Regions from separate parts of the Macaca mulatta genome. Here region 2 is linked to region 1. The links are chromatin contacts, called in public Hi-C maps. All regions are on one chromosome and are shown on one strand. The core of a region is the stretch at or near the end of the contact, and the rest is flanking DNA. Distances in the headings are between cores, read along the strand shown.

Evidence for each region. Hi-C and Micro-C count contacts between places; a contact is called where the count stands out from the background.
Region 2: a contact with region 1 is called in a Hi-C map of fetal cortex germinal zone, with 2.2 times the contacts expected there. The contact joins the promoter of OCIAD1 here to the promoter of FRYL in region 1. A contact is called at or near these places in 6 of 14 Hi-C or Micro-C datasets (CD4 T cells, blood, cortical neurons and 3 more).

Annotation. Positions count from the first base shown.
Region 1 is chr5:48,287,946-48,291,499 of T2T-MMU8v2.0, reverse strand. It overlaps FRYL (FRY like transcription coactivator), which reads left to right and starts at 1,326. Exons shown (of 61, transcript XM_078003390.1): 1 at 1,326-1,549.
Region 2 is chr5:48,340,747-48,344,218 of T2T-MMU8v2.0, reverse strand. OCIAD1 (OCIA domain containing 1) reads right to left here and starts at 2,182. Exons shown (of 8, transcript XM_078003395.1): 1 at 1,730-2,182; 2 at 544-606. The coding sequence starts at 601.

The DNA of each region.
Region 1 (3,554 bases), core at 77-2,576:
CTTTTCTAGGGTACTGACACTTCCTTGGCATCATTAGATTCTACTGTGGGTGTCACTGCAAATGTACTAAACTCCCCGGAGTACACAGTCTTCCAAGCTTCATCTGCAAAGAGGGAGAGAACACATAACCATTTTCCATTAACTTTCTTAGATGGGTACCGAAGCTGTACCTGTACTCAATTTTAGCGGAAATAAACCTTTTAGTTCTTACAGCTTCCATGGGAAACTGGGGAAACTCTAATGCAGACCCCGCTCTAGGCTTCCCCATAATTTCTTCTCTTTTCAATGGGTGAGGTTCCGCTCCATGGTCCAGCTTCTGGTATCAGACTCCCTCTTTCCCTTAGAGAGACGCGTTTTCTTCTGAGAAGCACTTCAGTCGTTCAAGAAACAGCCGTATGGTACCCTCTTGGGTTCAACTGACCTGGGGTGTTTTTCCTACAGTTCTAGCAAGGGGGAACGAAGTCCTACACTTTGAGGATGGCATAAGGGTACCATCTACTTAATTTTTTCAAAAAAGTAGCAGGTCTCGTGGAAACGCCGGAACGTCACAGAAGACGTGACTTAAACGGAACTTGTGATGGAAATGATTTTCTAAATTAACAATTGCGAGACAAGCAAGGAAATCTCCAGGTTTGCAGATAGCTTGATTAAAGCTCTTCCGGGTGGCAAAATGCCAGTGCAATCAATGGTATGAGTAGAGCGGACAGTGGATGAAATTTGTTGAGTACATCTCAGGACGAATTAGCACTGGACTTTCAGGTATTCTAACTCAATTCTAATCATTCCATTCACTGGATCATTGGATAAGGTTCCGCAGGATCCGGGCGCCAGCTCTGGATACATTACTCATCGGGAGAAAATTTCGAATTTTTCTCTTATCCCTTTCCAGCTTTCCTCAATATAGGATATGAGTTTGTTCTCGACCCCTAACAACATTTAAAGGGAAAGTCGCTCCTAGCAGGCAAAGCGGGGAGGACTTTGCGGCTGTGTTTCTCAAGCCCGTAAAGGGAGAGTAATAATGGTAGGGGGCGTGCAGACTAGCTCTTTCCTTGCCCAATCAAGTGTACAGGAAGATGTCTTTTCACCAATAAAAATAAAGTTCGCTTTCCAGGGGCGGGAGGGTGAGCCACTGCTCCGAAGCGACATTTGAGGCGAGGGCAGAGAATGATTAGAGGGAGGACCAACCCGGGAAAAGGGGCGGGGAGAAGGTGGGAGCAAGTTTGAGCGGCGGCTGGCCAGGCCAGTGGAGGGGGAGGACTGTGTTCCTGTTGTAGTGTCTCTCGCCAATCAGGAAGGCCAGAGGGTGGGCGGGGCAGGGAAGGGGTGGGAAGAGCTCGCAGCACAGCCGGGCGGCCGTCGGGCTTTGGGAGAGAGCGAGAGAGAAATCCGGTTAAAATCAGAGTCGGAGGGAGGTTTAACCAAAGATCGGTTCCGTTCGGATTATTCCTTAAAGGGGACGCGCCATTGTCAAGAGAACGGAGCCAGGGGCCCGAGGGCGGGGACTGGCGGCGCTGGAGGAGCGAGGCAGCTGTACTAGGACTGGGGACGGGTAGGTGTTGACTAGGGAAAGGCGCTTCATTTCACTTTCTCTTCCAGCTCGGGGGCAGGCGCCGGGATGCCCGCCGCCGGCAGCCCAGCCTGGGCGGGAGACGAGGTGGTCGGCCCTCGCCAGCTGCCCTTCCTGGTGGGCGCTGTGGGGAGGCGGTCCAGGATGGCTGGCAAGCGGCGCGGCCCGGGCCGGCGCTCGTAACGGACACCAAACCGCGGCGCAACCCCAGCCTCAAACGAAAGCCCGCCCGAGCTCCGGCGGTTCCGCGGGGACCGCCGCGCGCCCAGCTCTCCCGCGCGTCCCCTTCCCCTTCTGTGCCTGGCTCTTCTCGCGCGTGCCCGGGTCCCCCTTGCTCGCCGCCTTCTCGCGCGTCCTGCTCTGCTCGCGCGCCGCCTAGCCACCGACTCGCGGTAGCCGCCCCGCGGGAAGGAAGGCGGCGGCGGCTGCAAAGGTGGAGGAAGACCGGCGACCACGGCTCAGCTGCCCCGGCTCCACCGCCCCGGCTGGGAAGGGAAGGCTGAGGAGCAAACTTAGCGCGGCGGCTGGTGGGCCCCGGCGGGCAGGGCTGCCGGGGACCGGCGGAGCGCGCCAGCCCGGCCGGGCATTGTCCGCCTTTTCCCTTGCTCTGGTCTCTCCGCCCACTGCTCGCGGCCCTGGGGAGGGGTGCGGGCGCTGTGCCCGCGCCGCCCTGGGCCGTTGGCGCACCCCGGGACCCGGAGCTTTCCGGAGCCAGGGCCAGCCCTGCGGCCACCGCCCGCGAGCTGACTCGGCCTGTGGAGTGCCTGCTGCTCTCAGTCTCGGCACCGGGCAGGGTGCCTGGGCGCTGAGCTCTTTACAACTTTTCTTTGCCGTTTGATGGAAGTTGTTGCTTCCGGGCGGCAGGTTCTTTGGGCATAGCCTGGTTTCCTGCGTTCTGGAGAGGCTGGTTTCTAGGGCGAAATGATTGGTTGCTGCTGGTATTTCCTGCCATCCTAGTTTCGTTCCTCGCCACCTGAAATCGCGTTTTTATGGATTTGCAATGATATGGTTGCATTAATCTTTCCTAGGCCAAGATTTGGAAAGAAAAAAGCTGGGGGGGGGGGTGCGTTAGGGTGTGTGCTGGTGAGGAACAAGAGTTCTTAGTAGAGCTGAATTTGCCCTTACCTTTGAACTGCAGAAAATACTACCTCGATTCACTGGCTGGCGTTCTTTTGGAAGGGTTGGGGAAAAAAGACACAGCAAAATAGGTTGCCGGGGTCTGTCGGATTGCGGGGGGAAAGGGGTTTTGATGGAAATAAGGTTGGTTTTATAAAATGCTGTGCTGCCTAGGAGATATCGTCTGTAAAGTTGATTCTGCTACTGAATTTATAGGCATTATAATTCGTACCAACAGCTTTTACTATTGATAAAACTAGTATAAGACGTCTTTTCATCTTGAGTATTATCACTCTGCTTAACCTGTCAATACTTGCTGAGGAAATCAGAGATAGCACATTCCTTGTTAGAGGCCTTAGTGAAGAATGTTTTCATAAGCATTCATTTTTGACAGTTTCTCCTTGTGCAATACTTTGTCGAGTACCTACATGTGCAAGTTACAACCGTATAAACAAAGTAGCAGTGGGTGTGTTATTCTCTGGTCTTTTTTCTGCTACTCATTATCAAAAATAGCATTCCATCGTGTCTTTTCTTACACTCTGAATTATTTTGTAAAATTAGTTCTCTAAAAGAGGGAATTTTGTTGAAACATGTGACCCAGTTTTTTTTTTTTTTTTTGATTAAAGCAATCCAACTTTTTAAAGTGTTCATTGATTAATTTGCTGTCTAGTAGCTTCCGAGTGGTGTGGAACATTGTAAATTCACAGGCTCAGCAGTAACAATAGAGAAACTACTTGGGAAATTGAAGGCCAATATCAGATAATGTTTGAAAGAAAAATCTATTCTTCTCACAGAATTTAGGAAATGAAGACACACAAAAACAAATTCTTTGGGTTCAAGTGATCATCCTACCCCAGACTCCGTAGTAGCC
Region 2 (3,472 bases), core at 933-3,432, 52 kb before region 1:
CCCAAGCTGGAGTGCAATGGCACGATCTCGGCTCACTGCAACCTCCACCTCCTGGGTTCAAGCAATTCTCCTGCCTCAGACTCCCGAGTGGCTGGGATTACAGGTACCCATCACCACACCAGGCTAATTTTTTGTATTTTAGTAGACACGGGGTTTCACCATGTTGGCCAGGCTAGTCTCGAACTCCTGACCTCAGGTGATTCACCCACCTTGGCCTCCCAAAGTGCTGGGATTACTATGAGCCACCAGGCCAGGCCACTTATACACTTTTAACAAACTTTGACTTCAAATAGAATTAATGCTACTATCTGCTAGTCAGGACTGGCTACCTAATGTGCTGGGTCCAGTGCAAAATAAAAATGTGGGACTCCTTGTCCAAATGATTACAAATTTCAAGATAACAAGACTAGAATATGAAACCAAGTATGGGGCACTGTCTGCACATGCCCATGAAGCCAGCCCACCTGCCACTGTTACTCAAGGCAGTGAAATTTCCTTTACATAGGAAGTGCTTCTAATTATAAATACTTAATAGATAGTTACGGGGAATTGGTCTTGGAACCTCTGCATTCGGCTCTCGAAAATCAGCCCTCCCATTCATTTTTCCTGTATCAGAAACATTACATATTAAGTATTAGAAACCATCACTAGATAGGTCAAAGTAAATCAAGACGTATGATATAGTAAAACTACTAGTCTATACAGCAACCAATCAACAAATATTTACTAAACACTACTATATCTTAAGTACTTCACATATAAATAGCTAGATGAAAAAATAACAGACTTACTGATTAATTTGGAACTCACTATTCAGGTTAAGTCCCTTAATTGAAAAAGCATAAGCGTTTTATAAGTTAATAATGTTTTTTACTATCTAGATATCAATAAAATAACAGACGTATCTTTTCCTCCTGAAAATGGGTTCTTTCACATAGTATGTTTTGGTTGTTTCTCAAATCTATGCCCAATGATTAGGATAATTCCCCAAAATAGAAGAGAAAAAAATTTCAAGTCATTTGTGAGCTTCCATATTAAAAAATGAAATAATAATGAGAAACATTCAACCTCTCCCACAAATGGGCACTCAAAAATTACGGAATAACAAGGATATCACATCCTTCTCTCTGTGATGTAAAACTAACAGCCAATTCTGTATCTCCAAATTTCCTTCCTCCCCAAGAATATTAAGAAAAAAATGCAAAAATTCCAAGAATATACATTTTTTTTATTTGGTTCGATTTTTAAAACTCATATATTGGGACTTAAATCAACAGATCAAGTAACTGCATTTTACAGAATGTTTACGTCGGATCATGATTACTCTCATTTTAAAAACAATTTGCATGGAAACAGGAATGGCATGCACAATGAGGATAGCAAGTGAGCTCTTCCATAATTCATTTAGTCAATAAGCCATGAGGGCCTACTACATGCCAATCCCTTAAAAAGAGAAAAGGAATAAAAAGGGTCAGCTGAATTCATGGATGGATGGAGCCTGCTGAATTAACTACTTTTACCCTACAATCGTATGAGAAAAAATGAAACCCTCTTATTTCCCATAACAGCATCCTTCCCAGAAACACCAGGAAGACTGTCAGGGCTGACAAGGCCCTTGAGACAATACCATTTTAAGTTCTCAACACAAAAGAAAGCTGGATTAAAGCCTAAGCGGCCTATAACCGCTGATTCCCGCACTCCATCCTCCACTACTGTGTCCGTCTCCCACCTGCTGTTACAGACTGAGCAACAACCCCACACGCATCCGTGACCACGAACTTCCCCGGCTCACACCCCCAGAAGCACTCCGTCGCTTCCTGCGGTCACGGGCACTCAGGAGGCCGAGACCCGAGCGATCTGTCCACCCTCACAGGCAGGAAAATGGCGGAAGGTGCGAAAGTCGTGGATGGCCGCGAAGGTGGTGAGGGGATACACGGAGAGCAACAACGGGGCTGTCTGGGGCACCTCACCTACCTTCCGACCACAGCAGCAGGCGATGGCAAGGCGAACCCAAGCGATCAGGGACAGAAGGCCCGGAGGGGGGACTCCAGAGGGGGCAAGGAGAGAGAAAAGTGCAAGGTACCGCGGGGAGGGGGAGGGGGCGGACAGCCGCAAGAAGTCACCCAGACAGGGGCTCAAAATGACCGCGACCCGGAGGCACAGTCTACTTACGGCAGGAAATGACGTCAGACCTCACTGCGGGGTCTAAGCGCTAGCAGCCAAGGTACAGACGCATGCGTATACTCGTCCCTCCGCCCTTCTCTTTCAGGCCGTGGCGCTCACGAGCCTTATTACGACTGCGCAGGCGACAGCGGTGGACCAAGAACCGCGCCCCGCCAGTTCCCTGGATGGCGGGGAAGGGCGTTGTGGGGAGGCTTCACTTTGGACTGTTGTGACGCACGTCTCTGGTCTTCTCCTGGCAGGCTGGCGGGGACGTTCTGGAACCCCCTGTTGTCCCTTTTTTCACAGTTAGCGACTTTATAAATTATCTCTTTTATGAGATAATTTCATTCTTCGAGCCTGGAGGCTACGTAGTAGAAAGTAATTTTTTTATTTTTTATTATCCTTTAAGTTCTAGGGTACATGTGCACAACGTGCAGTTTTGTTACATATGTATACATGTGCCATGTTGGTGTGCTGCACCCGTTAACTGGTCATTTACATGAGGTATATCTCCTAAAGCTATCCCTCCCCCATCCCCCCACCCCACCACAGGCCCTGGTGTGTGATGTTCCCCTTCCTGTGTCCAAGTGTTCTCATTGTTCAGTTCCCACCTATGAGTGACAACATGCGGTGTTTGGTTTTCTGTTCTTGCAACAGTTTGCTGAGAATGATGGTTTCCAGCTTCATCCATGTCCCCACAAAGGACATGAACACATCTTTTTTATGGCTGCATAGTATTCCATAGCATATATGTGCCACATTTTCTTAATCCAGTCTATCATTGATGGACATTTGGGTTGGTTCCAAGTCCTTGCTATTGTGAATAATAATAACACAATAAACATATGTGTGCATGGGTCTTTATAGTAGCATGATTTATAATCCTTTGGGTATATACCCAGTAATGGGATGGCTGGATCAAATGGTATTTCTAGTTCTAGATCCTTGTGGAATTGCCACACTGTCTTCCACAATGGTTGAACTTATTTACACTCCCACCAACAATGTAAAAGTGTTCCTATTTCTCCACATCCTCTCCAGCACCTGTTTCTTGACCCTTTTTTTTTTTTCTTGAGACAGAGTCTCGCTCTGTCACCCAGCCTGGAGTGCAGTGGCGCCATCTCTGCTCACTTCAAGCTCTGCCTCCAGGGTTTACGCCATTCTCCTGCCTCAGCCTCCCGAGTAGCTGTGACTACGGGCACCCGCCACCTGGCCCAGCTAGTTTTTCTTATTTTTTAGTAGAGACGGGGTTTCACCATGTTAGCCAGGATGATTTCGATCTCCTGACCTCGTGATCCGCCCATCTGAG